Regions from separate parts of the Sus scrofa genome. Here all the other regions are linked to region 2. The links are chromatin contacts, called in public Hi-C maps. All regions are on one chromosome and are shown on one strand. Each heading gives the region's core, a stretch centred on a gene start, on an enhancer-like site or on the middle of the called end of the contact. The rest is flanking DNA. Distances are from core to core; before and after follow the strand shown.

The links. Hi-C and Micro-C count contacts between places; a contact is called where the count stands out from the background.
Region 1: a contact with region 2 is called in a Hi-C map of embryonic fibroblasts, with 1.5 times the contacts expected there. The contact joins the enhancer-like site here to the promoter of LOX in region 2. A contact is called at or near these places in 1 of 5 promoter capture datasets (fetal skeletal muscle), 10 of 47 Hi-C or Micro-C datasets (adipocytes, embryonic fibroblasts, epiblast stem cells and 5 more) and 1 of 2 datasets of contacts at active chromatin or transcription factors (skeletal muscle).
Region 3: a contact with region 2 is called in a Hi-C map of embryonic fibroblasts, with 4 times the contacts expected there. The contact joins the promoter of SRFBP1 here to the promoter of LOX in region 2. A contact is called at or near these places in 8 of 47 Hi-C or Micro-C datasets (embryonic fibroblasts, fibroblasts, heart right ventricle and 3 more) and 1 of 2 datasets of contacts at active chromatin or transcription factors (skeletal muscle).

The regions. Positions count from the first base shown.
Region 1 is chr2:125,525,815-125,529,798 of Sscrofa11.1, reverse strand. The region is part of intron 4 of SRFBP1 (serum response factor binding protein 1); the gene reads right to left. Among named protein-coding and RNA genes, the nearest start is that of SRFBP1, 20 kb to the right of the region's middle. Within about 2 kb of position 2,003, at least 17 of the 83 cell types and tissues checked have an H3K27ac peak or open chromatin away from gene starts, as enhancers often do. A contact at or near this core is called in embryonic fibroblasts, where this site is marked.
Region 2 is chr2:125,604,488-125,608,345 of Sscrofa11.1, reverse strand. LOX (lysyl oxidase) reads left to right here and starts at 1,320. Exons shown (of 7, transcript NM_001206403.1): 1 at 1,320-1,972; 2 at 2,319-2,427; 3 at 3,802-3,858. The coding sequence starts at 1,336. All of the region lies in intron 3 of LOC100525452 (zinc finger protein 474), which reads right to left.
Region 3 is chr2:125,505,573-125,509,953 of Sscrofa11.1, reverse strand. It overlaps SRFBP1 (serum response factor binding protein 1), which reads right to left and starts at 2,107. Exons shown (of 10, transcript NM_001244566.1): 1 at 2,062-2,107; 2 at 2,031-2,059. The coding sequence starts at 2,065. LOC102160311 (a long non-coding RNA gene) reads left to right here and starts at 2,235. Exons shown (of 5, transcript XR_002341867.1): 1 at 2,235-3,012.

The DNA.
Region 1 (3,984 bases), core at 754-3,253, 79 kb after region 2:
TCTTACTACCTAGTTACAATCTTCAACCATTTGTTACTCCACTTACTCCATACTCCAGCCACATTAATTCATTGAAGAAATACTTGCTGAATGTCTACTTTTTTGCTAACTAGTGCACCAAACACAGAAGAAAGATAACATTTTATCCTCAAAAAAGGAGATATACAGAGAAATTACAGCTCAATGTGGTAAACAGTGTAACAGAAATAGAATCCTGAGCACCCCTTCCAAATTACACCATGTACTTGCAGACCTATATGCTTTGTTTTTGTTGTGCTCTATTTATCTAGACTACCTGTCTGAAAACAGAATCATATTTATTTTTCAAGTTCCAACTCAGTGCCACCCATTCTGTGAGGTGTTCCCTAAATCCCTAAGTAAATAAATAGATGCTTGCTCTAGGTTCCTACAACTCTTTGCTTATAACACAGTATGGGATATACCATGCAGAGACTCATATGCTTGCTTCCCACAAAATAGTGTGTGCCCTGACAGTAGAAATCTATTCATCTGCATGCACAGTAAATTCTAATTTAAAATGTATTTAACCAACCTAAGCATATAATACGGAATTATAATAGTGGTTCTGGAAATTCCCACTCTTTTTTTCACTTGTACATTTTTTTTTTCTGGTTGCAAATTTTATGGGTCTTAGAAAATGTATGATCATTAATAAATGAAGATGCTATCCTACATTGTGATGAAGAGAATAACTATTACTGATTAACTACAACTAAAACTCTTAAGTTCTATTTCAATATATTGAGTTTCAACAGAAATCAAGAAATAAAAAGTGAGAATTTATCTCCCTACCTCACCCATATATAAAATTAATATGCCCTGCAAAGGGTTTAATTTTTATATAGGAAAGGGGAGAATGAAAGAGAACTATACATGTTCATTGTAGACTGCTAAAAAGGCATTTTTAATTGGAGCAGCCACTTCCCTTGGGATTATTTTTATTTTTTAGAAAGCTAGATAGTTTACATAATTTAATAGCAGGTAGAGAAAAAAATAAAACTCTTCATAGTCAAGGAGAAAATAGAACATTGCTGAGTTTATCTTGTTATCACAAAATATTAATTCTTTGAGTAGCAAAACATTAACATTAGTTACTCTAATAAAACGGAAAAAAGAACAGAGTTTCCATTACAAAAGAAATCTAGCAAAGTAAAATATATGTTCAAATTAAGGAGTTTAAGTGATTAAACATAATTTGTCTTCATTTAATCCAAAATTCATGTGATATTCCAGTTGAATAAAAAGAAAATCCATTAAAAAAAGTTATTTACTATTCTTATTGCTGCTTCTCTCTACGGCTCTTTGTCTCCCACTGTGTGTTCCAAAAAAATATGTTGTAATATTTGCCTCTTTTCTCAATCACCACATTATTCCATACCAGAATTATGATAGTAGTATTGGTTGTCCAAATTTTTTAAAATTAATAGTTGAAAAGGGCTTTGGATACTTTCACAGTTAGTAGAAATGGTCTGCCAAGGTTGTAAGTTCAAATTTCCAAAGTTACAAAACTTAAAAAAAAAAAAAATCAAAACAAAACAAAGTTAAAAAAAAAATTATTTTTTAAAAAAGATCATGTGATACTCCTTCCTTCCTACCCTTAAATTCTGTTTATACACTTAGTAGCCTTAGAACTAGGCTTATCTCGACTGAAGCAATTCCAAAGTCAGTTCTTTATTTTAAAATTATGTGTATATAATGACTAAGTAAATGGTAATAGCACTACAAGGACTTGTAATTTTTCCTTTGTTTTCAAATAGAAACTAAGAAGGTTCAAAAGCAGATACCACTTTTATTTGCTACAACTGCTCTTATTTAAAAGACAAAACTATTTTAGGATCACCACAGACTTGATATAGTATCTCCTTAGCAATAGAGCTTACAGTGAAAATCATGACCCCTGCATGTGAAAAATGTAACACTGCTCAGGATTTCAAGAGTATGAACTATTCAAAATACTGGCTTAAAGCTGTAGAAACCACAAGCCAGGAAAGCAAACTAGAATTCCAATGTGATGATCTGTTTCTAAACGTTGCATGTGAGTAAGAGAGCAGTATATTCTGATCTTTTAAAACACCATTATGACTTCTGTTTATCATTTCAAATGTCACAAGTTGAGTACAAAAGTATATTAAATCAGAGCATCTTGCTCTGCCTTCAGAAGCAATAAACGTTCTCCCTTTAAAGGAATTAAATTAAAAGTTAAATGGTCTTAGGGAACACTGGCTAAGCTGACTATAAAATGAAGGGTCTATTCATTCCTGTTTCCAATAATTAACCTTAAAAACAACAAACAAAAACATACTATCCTAAGTTGAAAGTTTTTACTGAGGATCTTTAAAGCACCCTAAAGGTTTCAAGAAATTATTTACTTGATTTCTACAATGCATTAGAGAAAAATAATCTAAATTACAAGTCAGATTTATAAAAGAGACTTAAGAGGGAACAGTGCTGATCCTGTAGCTATAAAAGGTCATAATGTGGGTATGCTCAAGGAATATGGGGAGGTAAACAAAGAGAGAAACATTATAGATACCTCTTCCATACCTGGACCATTGCTTGTGACATTCAGGTTTTAGACATATAGGAAGAAAATATGAATGTGGAAACAATTGAACAATTTGAGATTTCTTTTTACAGAAAGAAACAGGATGGGGAAGGGGACGAAGGAGAGAAGGTATGTTTAGGATCACATAAGCAAGAACAAAACCCATTCTGGTTCTATCAGCAGAGTCCTGCAAAGTATACTAGACCACGGAGGTAGTACTCCTTGAAAATTTCATCAATAATTATGATCTAATAAATGAACTCACACTTTGAAAATAATATTGCTAATTTTGAAAATAAGAACAACATCAATATAGATACCTAGTTCATCACTCTGTTCTCTTGAAACAGTCTCTTTACTAGGTTTCCTAGATACCATATTCTCCTGATTTTCTTTCTACTTCAGTGGCTACAAGCCTCCTGTATTTATTCCATCTCCCTAAGACCTAAATTTACAGTGTCTTGGGGTATTCAGCCTCTTTTTTAGCTATTTACAGTTACTTTTAACTTTGGCTACTTTCATTTCTGGTATGACAGATTAAGGTACTAACAGATAATATGATCAACCATGCTTCTTCCTCCCCTCAAACAAAATAAAGCAGAACATAAAACCTGCACATATTACCAAAAACCTACTTAAAGATAAAGGAGAGTAAATGGAAGAAGATAGGCTCTGATAGGGACTCTAAGCAAACTGGGAGTAAAGATGTGAAGCTATACAGTTAAGTCACCATCTTTTCAGAGAGTAACTGAAAACTGCAGGGTGCATGGTTCAGGAAGACAGGCCAAGGAGCATGTGCAACAGTGAGGTTTGGGTACGTTATCCACTACAGAGCAGGGGAAACCCAGAAGAGAAAGAAGCACACAAGGGATCCATAAGCCTGAACAATGCATGTAAGAAACGGATTCAAACTAATAGACAAATGATCTGAACTAAAGCTATAGGTGCTATCTAAGAAACATCTTTGAAACTAAAGCCGATTCCAAAAGTTAACTGATAAAACTGCCATTTGTTTGAGAAGAATAACCAGACCCAGAATCTCTAACTACATATTTTTCATAACATCCAGGATACAAGTCAAAACCACCCAGCACATAAAGATCCAAGAAAAGGAAACATTTTTCTTCTCCTCAGGCAAAAATGACTATTATCACTCTCCTTGACGTTTAAAAAAAAAAAAATTCCACTCAATGAATTAAAATCTTATCAGAGAAATAAAAAATCCCAGCATAGACAAAGAAACAATAGGTGTTAACTGATTTACCCATAGAACATCAGTCACTGGGTAAAAAGACCATAGGATATTCACATAACCTCAAAGTTATCATCTCACAAATTACCTAACAAATGCAAACAGAAAAAAAGTACCTTTAAAAAAAGGAGGAATCTGGCACACAATGTCTAAACCAAGTGATTGA
Region 2 (3,858 bases), core at 71-2,570:
ACCCATTCTCCTCTGACTACTCCATTCCCTTCTCTACCAAAATCTGAAACCCAAGGCTGTTACTTCAGCAACCCCTTTGTTCAGTTTGTAAGATCAATCAAACACCAGGATGAAAAATCAGGGTTCTTTACTGACTTTTCAATATTTAGCAAAAGGTGATTTAAGATTTAAAAAAAAATCCAAAGTCAAACTTCCTTATTAGACATATAAAGAGAAAAAAAGTCAGATGAAATGCTTATTTGAAACTGCCTTTCTGAGTGTTCTACAGACAGGCTTACTCTAGCTCTCTTTACTCAAACTTCCTGATAGACACTGGAAATGAAAGATGGGTTCTTCACTTCCACTCAAAGTACAAATCAGGCCGGCATTTTTAAAAAGACACAGGTTTATTCTCTGCTTCAGTGTTAGTTGGCTTTGTTCCTTGTAAAATTTCACTTTTGGTTATTAAAATATTCACTGTAGGAAATAAATTTGTAACCCATTTCTCATATTACCTACACACAGAAAAACAAAATTTGATATCTTGAGGCTTATTTGCTGAGGGCGCTTCCCATAAAAGCGAGGAGTGTGCATTGGGAAATCTGTCTGGTTAACTCCTTATGGATAAACGTTAGTCACAATCGTCCCTCCGCCCACCGCTTCCCCCTCCCCGACTCTCGCCCCCAGCACCCTCCCCACCTCCTGACTTCCCGCCTCTCCCGGGCTGGTGACTTAATAGCATTTTTCTTCGTGCATATTTTGGCTTCGCCCCATGGCCTGGCTGCCTTCGCCTGTCTGAGTCTTTTGAAATTCCTGCATGTTCGCCCCAGATTAAGCCTAGTGTGTCTCAGGATGTGTGTTCCGTTTTGTTCTTTCCCCTTAACGTTCCCTGTGCAACGTGTCTGGGGGGAGGAGGACACGACGGGGAGGGGAGGGAGGGGCAGAGGCGAGGAGCTGTCCGCCTTGCACGTTTCCAATCGCATTACGTGAACAAATAGCGGAGGGGCGGCTGGGCCAGAACGGCTTGTGTAACTTTGCAAATGTGCCAGAAAGTTTAAAATCTCTCCTCCTTCCTTCACTCCAGACACTGCCGTTCGCTGGGGCCGCCGCGCCGCTCCCCGTCGCCTTCCAGAACTGGGAAAGAGGAAAGAGGCGAGTGCCACGTCCCAGCAGCCGCCTTTACTGGGAAGGGTCTGCAGCCCACCCTTGGCATTGCTTGGTAGGGACTGAGATACCCGCGCAACCCGCCCGCCTCCGTGGTTGAAGAGTTCTCCCTCCCTCACGTGATTTGAGCCTCGTTTTCCTTTTCTCCGAGCTACGTCCTCCGGGAGCGGGGACAATCCGGCAAAGGGAGCGATGCGCTTCGCCTGGACCTCACTTCTGCTCGGGTTGCTGCAGCTCTGCGCACCGGTGCGCTGCGCCCCGCCGGCCACTGGCCAGCAACAGCCCCCTCGCGAGCCGCCGGCAGCTCCCGGCGCCTGGCGCCAGAAGATCCAATGGGAGAACAACGGGCAGGTGTTCAGCCTGCTGAGCCTGGGCTCACAGTACCAGCCACAGCGGCGACGGGACCCTGGCGCCACCGCCCCAGGCGCAGCCAACGCCACCACCCCGCAGCTGCGCACGCCAATCCTGCTGCTCCGCAACAACCGCACTGCTGCGGCGCGGGCGCGAACCGCCCTCTCGTCCGGAGCCGTCGCCGGCCGCCCCAGGCCCGCAGCCCGCCATTGGTTCCAAGCTGGCTATTCGACGTCTGGGGCTCGCGACGCTGGGGCCTCGAGTGCCGGTAACCAGACGGCACCTGGAGAGCTCCCAGCGCTCAGTAATCTGCAGCCACCCAGCCGCGTGGACGTGGACGGCATGGTGGGCGATGACCCGTACAATCCTTACAAGTACTCCGACGACAACCCTTATTACAACTACTATGACACGTACGAAAGGCCCCGGCCTGGGAGCAGGTATCGGCCCGGATATGGAACAGGCTACTTCCAGTACGGTAAGCACCCCCAAGTCGCCAGAAAACCCACGCACCCCTTCCCCAACTCCGTGGCTCCCCGACGTGGCTGCCTGGGCGCGGCAGGCCTCAGTCCGTGCAGATCCCATCCCTCCCCCAGCGCCTGCAGAGGCAGCCCTGGAATCTGGTGCAAACCGCGCGCCTGGCCCCTCCTGCTTCCTTTCCACTTTACTTTGCAGCCCAGGCCATCCCCATTCTTCTGTTACCCGAAACCCGACACCGCAGTCCCCATGGGTGAAGGGTGATGAGTAAGGGTCGTGGAGTAGGGGGCAAGGGTGGGCGCCTCTAAGTTGTCTCACCTCTTTGCGCTTTGCCTGCTAACTTTTAGGTCTTCCTGATCTGGTGCCTGACCCTTACTACATCCAGGCATCCACGTATGTGCAGAAGATGTCCATGTACAACCTGAGATGCGCTGCGGAGGAAAACTGCTTGGCCAGGTACCATCTGGGATCTCCCAGCCCAGCTCCCCGTCTTGGTTCTGGGGGCGCTGCTCAGGTGCCTGGTTCTGACCACTCTTCGGTGCAGACAAGATTTGGGACATGGGATGCGCGCTGGGAAGTAGAACATTATCTCCTAAGCATGCTGACCTGGATGGAGAGTTAAAATTTTGAAGACTTTTGTGGGTTCTGTCTTTCAAACAGTGGCACGAGTCAGGGAGATGAAGCAAACCCCTAAAAAAAAAAAGTGTGTGAGGGGGGTTTCCTATTTTCCCAAAGATCCTTAAACTCTGGAGCTATTTCTAATAATGTTCTATTAAACTAGTGCACAATAACATGGAAAAATATTGTGCTGAAAGAGCTTGTTAATGCCCCCTTGAAAGATTGGGGCCACTGATCCAGCGTGGCACCCCTCTTTGGGTGCTACAGTTTCCTTTTTTTTTGATTGAAGCCACAATTAACTTAGTTGTTTTGGTATTACTTCAGCCAGAATAAGAACATGAGCAAGAGCTTTGTTTTTGCATTAGTCCTAAAATAAAATCTTAGCAATTTGGGGAATGGAATTCTCTGAGTTTGCTGCTTGGAAACCAGCAGAGGGAGCAAATGATGTTTGGATAGGATGCAAAGAATTTTTTAAAAATATAAAATAAGGTCACCAGTAGTATCTGAATATATAAATTCACACAAAATACATTAGCAAAAAACAGTAATGTTTGTTTATTTTGTGAATTTCTTCTACTTTGACTCCTGTCAGTCTAAAAGAAGAGAAGAAATCCAAGCTCATCATTTTCATTCTTGGAAATCTTGCATTAATCATACCACTGCACTCCCTATGATATTATTACTACAATAATGTCACTGTCTTAAAGATAGTTATTAAAGTGTTTATTAAGACTTTTTTTTTCCTTTTTTTTTAGGGCCACAACTGTGGCATACGGACATTCTCTGGCTAGGGGTCTAATGGGAGCTGTAGCCACTGGCCTACGCCACAGCAACAGCAACTCGGGATCTAAGCCATGTCTGTGACCTACACCACAGCTCACAGTAACGCTAGATCCTCACTGAAAGAGGCCAGGGATCGAACCTGCGTCTTCATGGATACTAGTTGGGCTCGTTACCAGTGAGCCATGATGGGAACTCCTAAAGTATTTATCTAATGTGGATGCACTCTTTTAGAGCTATTTCTCCAGTTGACATCTTATTTAATCAACTGTTTAAAAAAATGTAGGCAAAATGCCCTGGCCTCTGGGAGCTGATGGCCTAGTTAAGCGAAGACAGTAGTCACCATTATAAAATGGGAAGGTTTTATATGTAGCTTTGTTTTTAGTTAATATTTTGTGAAAATAATAATGTCTCTTTTTTTCAAAATCACAGCACAGCATACAGGGCAGATGTCAGAGATTATGATCATAGGGTGCTGCTAAGATTTCC
Region 3 (4,381 bases), core at 858-3,357, 99 kb after region 2:
GTCTGTCATATTTGCTCTATTTTTTCTAAGTGTTTGTCCCTTTTTTCCCCTTTGTTTTTCAATATGGAAGTTCCCAGGCTAAGGGTCAAATCAAATTGGAGCTGCAGCTGCTGGCCTACACCACAGCCACAGTTACGGGGGATCTGAGTTGGGTCTTTGGCCTGCTCCATAGCTCACGGCAACATTGGATCCTTAACCCACTGAGCCAGGCCAGGGATAGAACCCACATCCTCATGGATACTAATTTGGGTTTGTATCCTGCTAAGCCACAACGGGAACTCCCATCTCCCATTAATTTTAAATTATTACACCATTCTTTCATTATTGCCACTTTTTTTCTGTCTTTTTTCCCCTTCTTCAGATTAGAACATATACGATTTACTTAAGCGTGGGATGTATAAACTTCCTAACCTGATAAGTTTATTTAATCATCCAGCAAACACTTATAGAGCATATATGCTGCAGGTGATAGACAAACACAAAAAAGAAACAGGTAAGCAAATGTTTTCAGAGTAGAAAACACCTTGGTTGTATAAAGAACACACACTTACCCCAGAATGAACTGAATTAATAATTTTAACTGTTGTGAAGAGGCCTGGAAACTAGCTAAGTGGAAAAAGTGAGAGCCCTAAATGAAGAGTAGGGTAAAGGGTACACTCTTCTCAGTGTAATTTCAGAATTAAACAGGAAGCTCACTAGTATTTCCAGGAAATTTCCAAGGACAACACTCCAATTAAGGTCTTTTATATCTCACAGGCGATCTACCGGAAAAAAGACCAGCAATGTTTTCTGGAACTAGAAAGAGCTTAATGTATATTTATCAATGTAAAGAGAATGCCTTCAGAGTACCCCTCTTTAATACATCCTGTTCTTTACTGCCAAGTGAAATCCAGGCTTCTTAATGCAGCAGTAAAGCAGTAATATATTTCAGCTTTATTTCCTACTTCACCCACAAGTTCTCATCAGTGTAGAGTTTTCTACTCATATTATCCAAAACACTTTCTACTACCATCCCTTCCTGTTTATACTGTTTCCTCTGGCTAGAAACGCCTTCTTCCCTCTATTTGAACCACTGGATTCAATACTGTGTAAGATCCTTAAAGGCCAAGAATAAATATAACTCATTTCATTTTGCCTTCTTTGGAAACTTTTCTTTTTTTGCCTAAATAACTTTGTTTTTCTTTCTGGGTATTATTCTATAGCATGGTGGATGGTGTTTTCCCTTCCCTACCTGAGTATAGGTTTCTTAAAAACCGTCTGTCTTCCACAACTGTGTAATATGTAGTGTCTTGCTCATAGCAGACACATATATGCAATGAATAAAAAGGACGAGAACTTCCTTTGCTACAGCTGTGAGGTCCTCATTTAATCCTTGCTTTTCCAGGTTACCTTAAATCTCTGATGACTTCCTAGAATAGAAGCAGAAACTGGAAATGAGACATGACGAAACGTGGAGGTGATGAGGACAAATGTCTGATCAGACTGGATTTCAGAGAGAAATAAATTTGAGGACAGTAAGTATTAAAGTTTTGCTGTGATTGGGAGCAGAGAAATGTGACAGTACCTGAAAAAGAAGTACTGAGGGAGCGTACATCCTTATAAACCGTACGGTCTCGTTCAAGATCAGCAATTTCTAGGCATAAGGTCTCAATCTCTCCCTTTCATTTTTTGCAGTCAACAAAAGGCAGGTCATATGTATCGGAGCTTATTATCAGGCACTTTGCAAACACTTTATACATTCCAGTTACTTTAATTCTCACCAGAGCCTTGTGAGGGAGGTTCTGTCAGGAGCTTCGTTTGACAGATAAGACACTGAATATAGATTAAATGATCTTCCCAAAGTCCCACAGATAAAAATTCATGGGGAATGAGGGCCAGAGACGCTTCGGTCACCTAGATACCATGAAGGAGTTACAGCTGACATGCTACAAGTTCTGCAAAATTCGCCAGGGACTCCCCGCTTCGCCCCAGGCCTTTCAAAAAAGAGCCCTAAAGGTCAGCCCCACAGGTTCCCAGACCACGGTGCTCACCTCGTTATTGAGGTTCAAAGTCCCTGGCTGACCATAGTAGCTCCGAGAGGAGGCTCGAGCTGCCCGCACGTGAACTGTATCCACTCGAACGCGGCTGCGTCGCCAACCCCTCAACGGCGGCCTCATTGGCTCAAAATTCATCCACCTTTCACTCGAGCCGACGCACGCGCAGAAGGTACGCAGACGCGGAGGGGAAGAAAGGAAGTGACGGAGAACAACTTCCTGCGCCGAGAGCTCCGCGCCTGATTTGCGCGTTCTTGCGGAAACCCCCGCAGGGGCGGGTGGCGGAGGGGGCATTTCGCAAGCTATTACCTTGTTTAGAAGTTTTTCAAGATACTGGCTTTATTACATTCGTTTGTAGACTGGGCGCAGCTTTGTAAAGACCTTGTTTTTTGTGTCCCTGTGAGAATGAACGTTTTTTGAAAGGATCACTTGAACGACCAATTTAGCTCCGAAGTTTTGTCTAGCGTTTGTGAAGATTTAGATTTAGCAATGTTTCAGTCTTACTTTATAGCTCAGGCGTAGACATTTCTTTCTGCACACTGTAAGGAGATTATTAGATAATAACGTTTAGATAATTTAGGTAAATTTAGATAATGAACGTGTAGAGCAAAACCAGGATGAACATTTGCCACTGCCTGTGAAAATGGCTGTTTAAAAGTATTACATTAGCCTGGGTGTAGAGAAAACTTGAGGGAGTGGATCTGAAGTAGGTAGCGTATTAATAGTTAACGCCCAGTAATATTGAGCGTTAAAATGGATCAAATGCTGGGACAAACTTAGCATCAATCTCCAAAATAGTCAAGAAATCCAATGAGATAGGAACTGTTATTTTACAGATGTGGAAACTGACTTAAGAAGCCAAGTGTCTTGCCCAGAGTTGCCCAGCTGAGCCGACCACTGACACAGGATTCCAAGGCCGGTTACATAATTTCTGGGGCCCAGTGAGAAAAGAAAATGCAGGACCCCCGACGTTCATAAAGTAGGAAAAAGTTTCTTCTTTTTTACATGGTGTCTTTTGACCTGTATTGTGCTTTTTATTTGGTAGTTAATGTGGTGCTCCCTCAAGAAAAGGGATGCTATGGGGCTACTGCAGATCCTCACAGGTGCCTGGGACCCCTGCTCCAGGACTCAGGGAAGGGTTCCTGTACTGCACCAAGGTGGTAGCAGTTGCTGGGCAGAGAAAGGGAAGTGGAATCCAGAGAACCTAAGTGGGAGTATGTGGCAGGAAAAGCCACACTTGACCTGAGACTAAGCTTTTGACAAATATTCCATTGTCCCACTGGATTTCACTTACAGAACTCAGATTCATGGATAAACTTATTAAGAATTTCACGACTGTGGAGAAAGAAAATTTAAGCTAGGTCCGCTTCTGAGCCTCTATCAAAGAAGACTGTCCTACTCAGAGCTTTTGCTCTTGGCTCATGAGTCTGTACTCAATTTACAGTAATTCAGTCTTATGTTTGGATTTGTGTTATTTTAGTTTAAGGTATAATGTGGGCACCGTCGGATTAACACCTGACTTCCTGTCTGACTAATGTTGCATTAAGGTAGTGTTGCCATTTATAAATCTTACACCGAATTGTAATTGTGTCCTTTTTCAGCTGTTTCCCTTCATTATAACTGAGCTCCTGGAGTATAGGAGCTCATCACCCCAAGTGGGTAATAGCATTCATATGTAAATACATAGGAAAGGATGTTTTAAAGCTAAAAGAGCTTTAAGGAAAATATGTCTTTTAATCTGGAAGAAAAATGTTAGTATGATTCCATAATGCTTCCAAAAATGTATTCTTAAAATGAAGTTCGTCTGTAGCTTTTAAAGGCTCTGTAGTATTTTCTCTTGACCACTCTTCTTGCTCTATGACATCTGGTTTCTGTAGCCACTGCAACCGCTGCAAGCTCAGCGTTTGTTTTCTACCTTTACTTAGCCTACACTCTCTCTGCTTTTGATGCTCCTCTCTACTTTCTTAAGTGTACCTTTTCAAGACCTGTTCACATTCTTTTTGTTTTTTAATTTTTTATTAAAGTATAGTTGATTTATGTTGTTGTGCCAATTTCTGCTCTACAGCAGAGTGACTCAGTCATACATATATATATTCTTTTTCTCATATTCCATCATGTCCTATCTCAAGAGACTGGGTATAATTCCCTGTGCTATACAGTAGGACTTGTTGCTTGTCCATTCTAAATGTTATATTTTGCATCTACTAACCCCAAACTCCCAATACAGCCCACTCCCTCCTACTACCCCATGGCAACCGCAAGTCTGTTCTCCATGTCTGTGAGTCTGTTTCTGTTCTGTAGGATTTTTTTGTCCAAAATATGACAATTTAAGTGAAATGAATAAATTC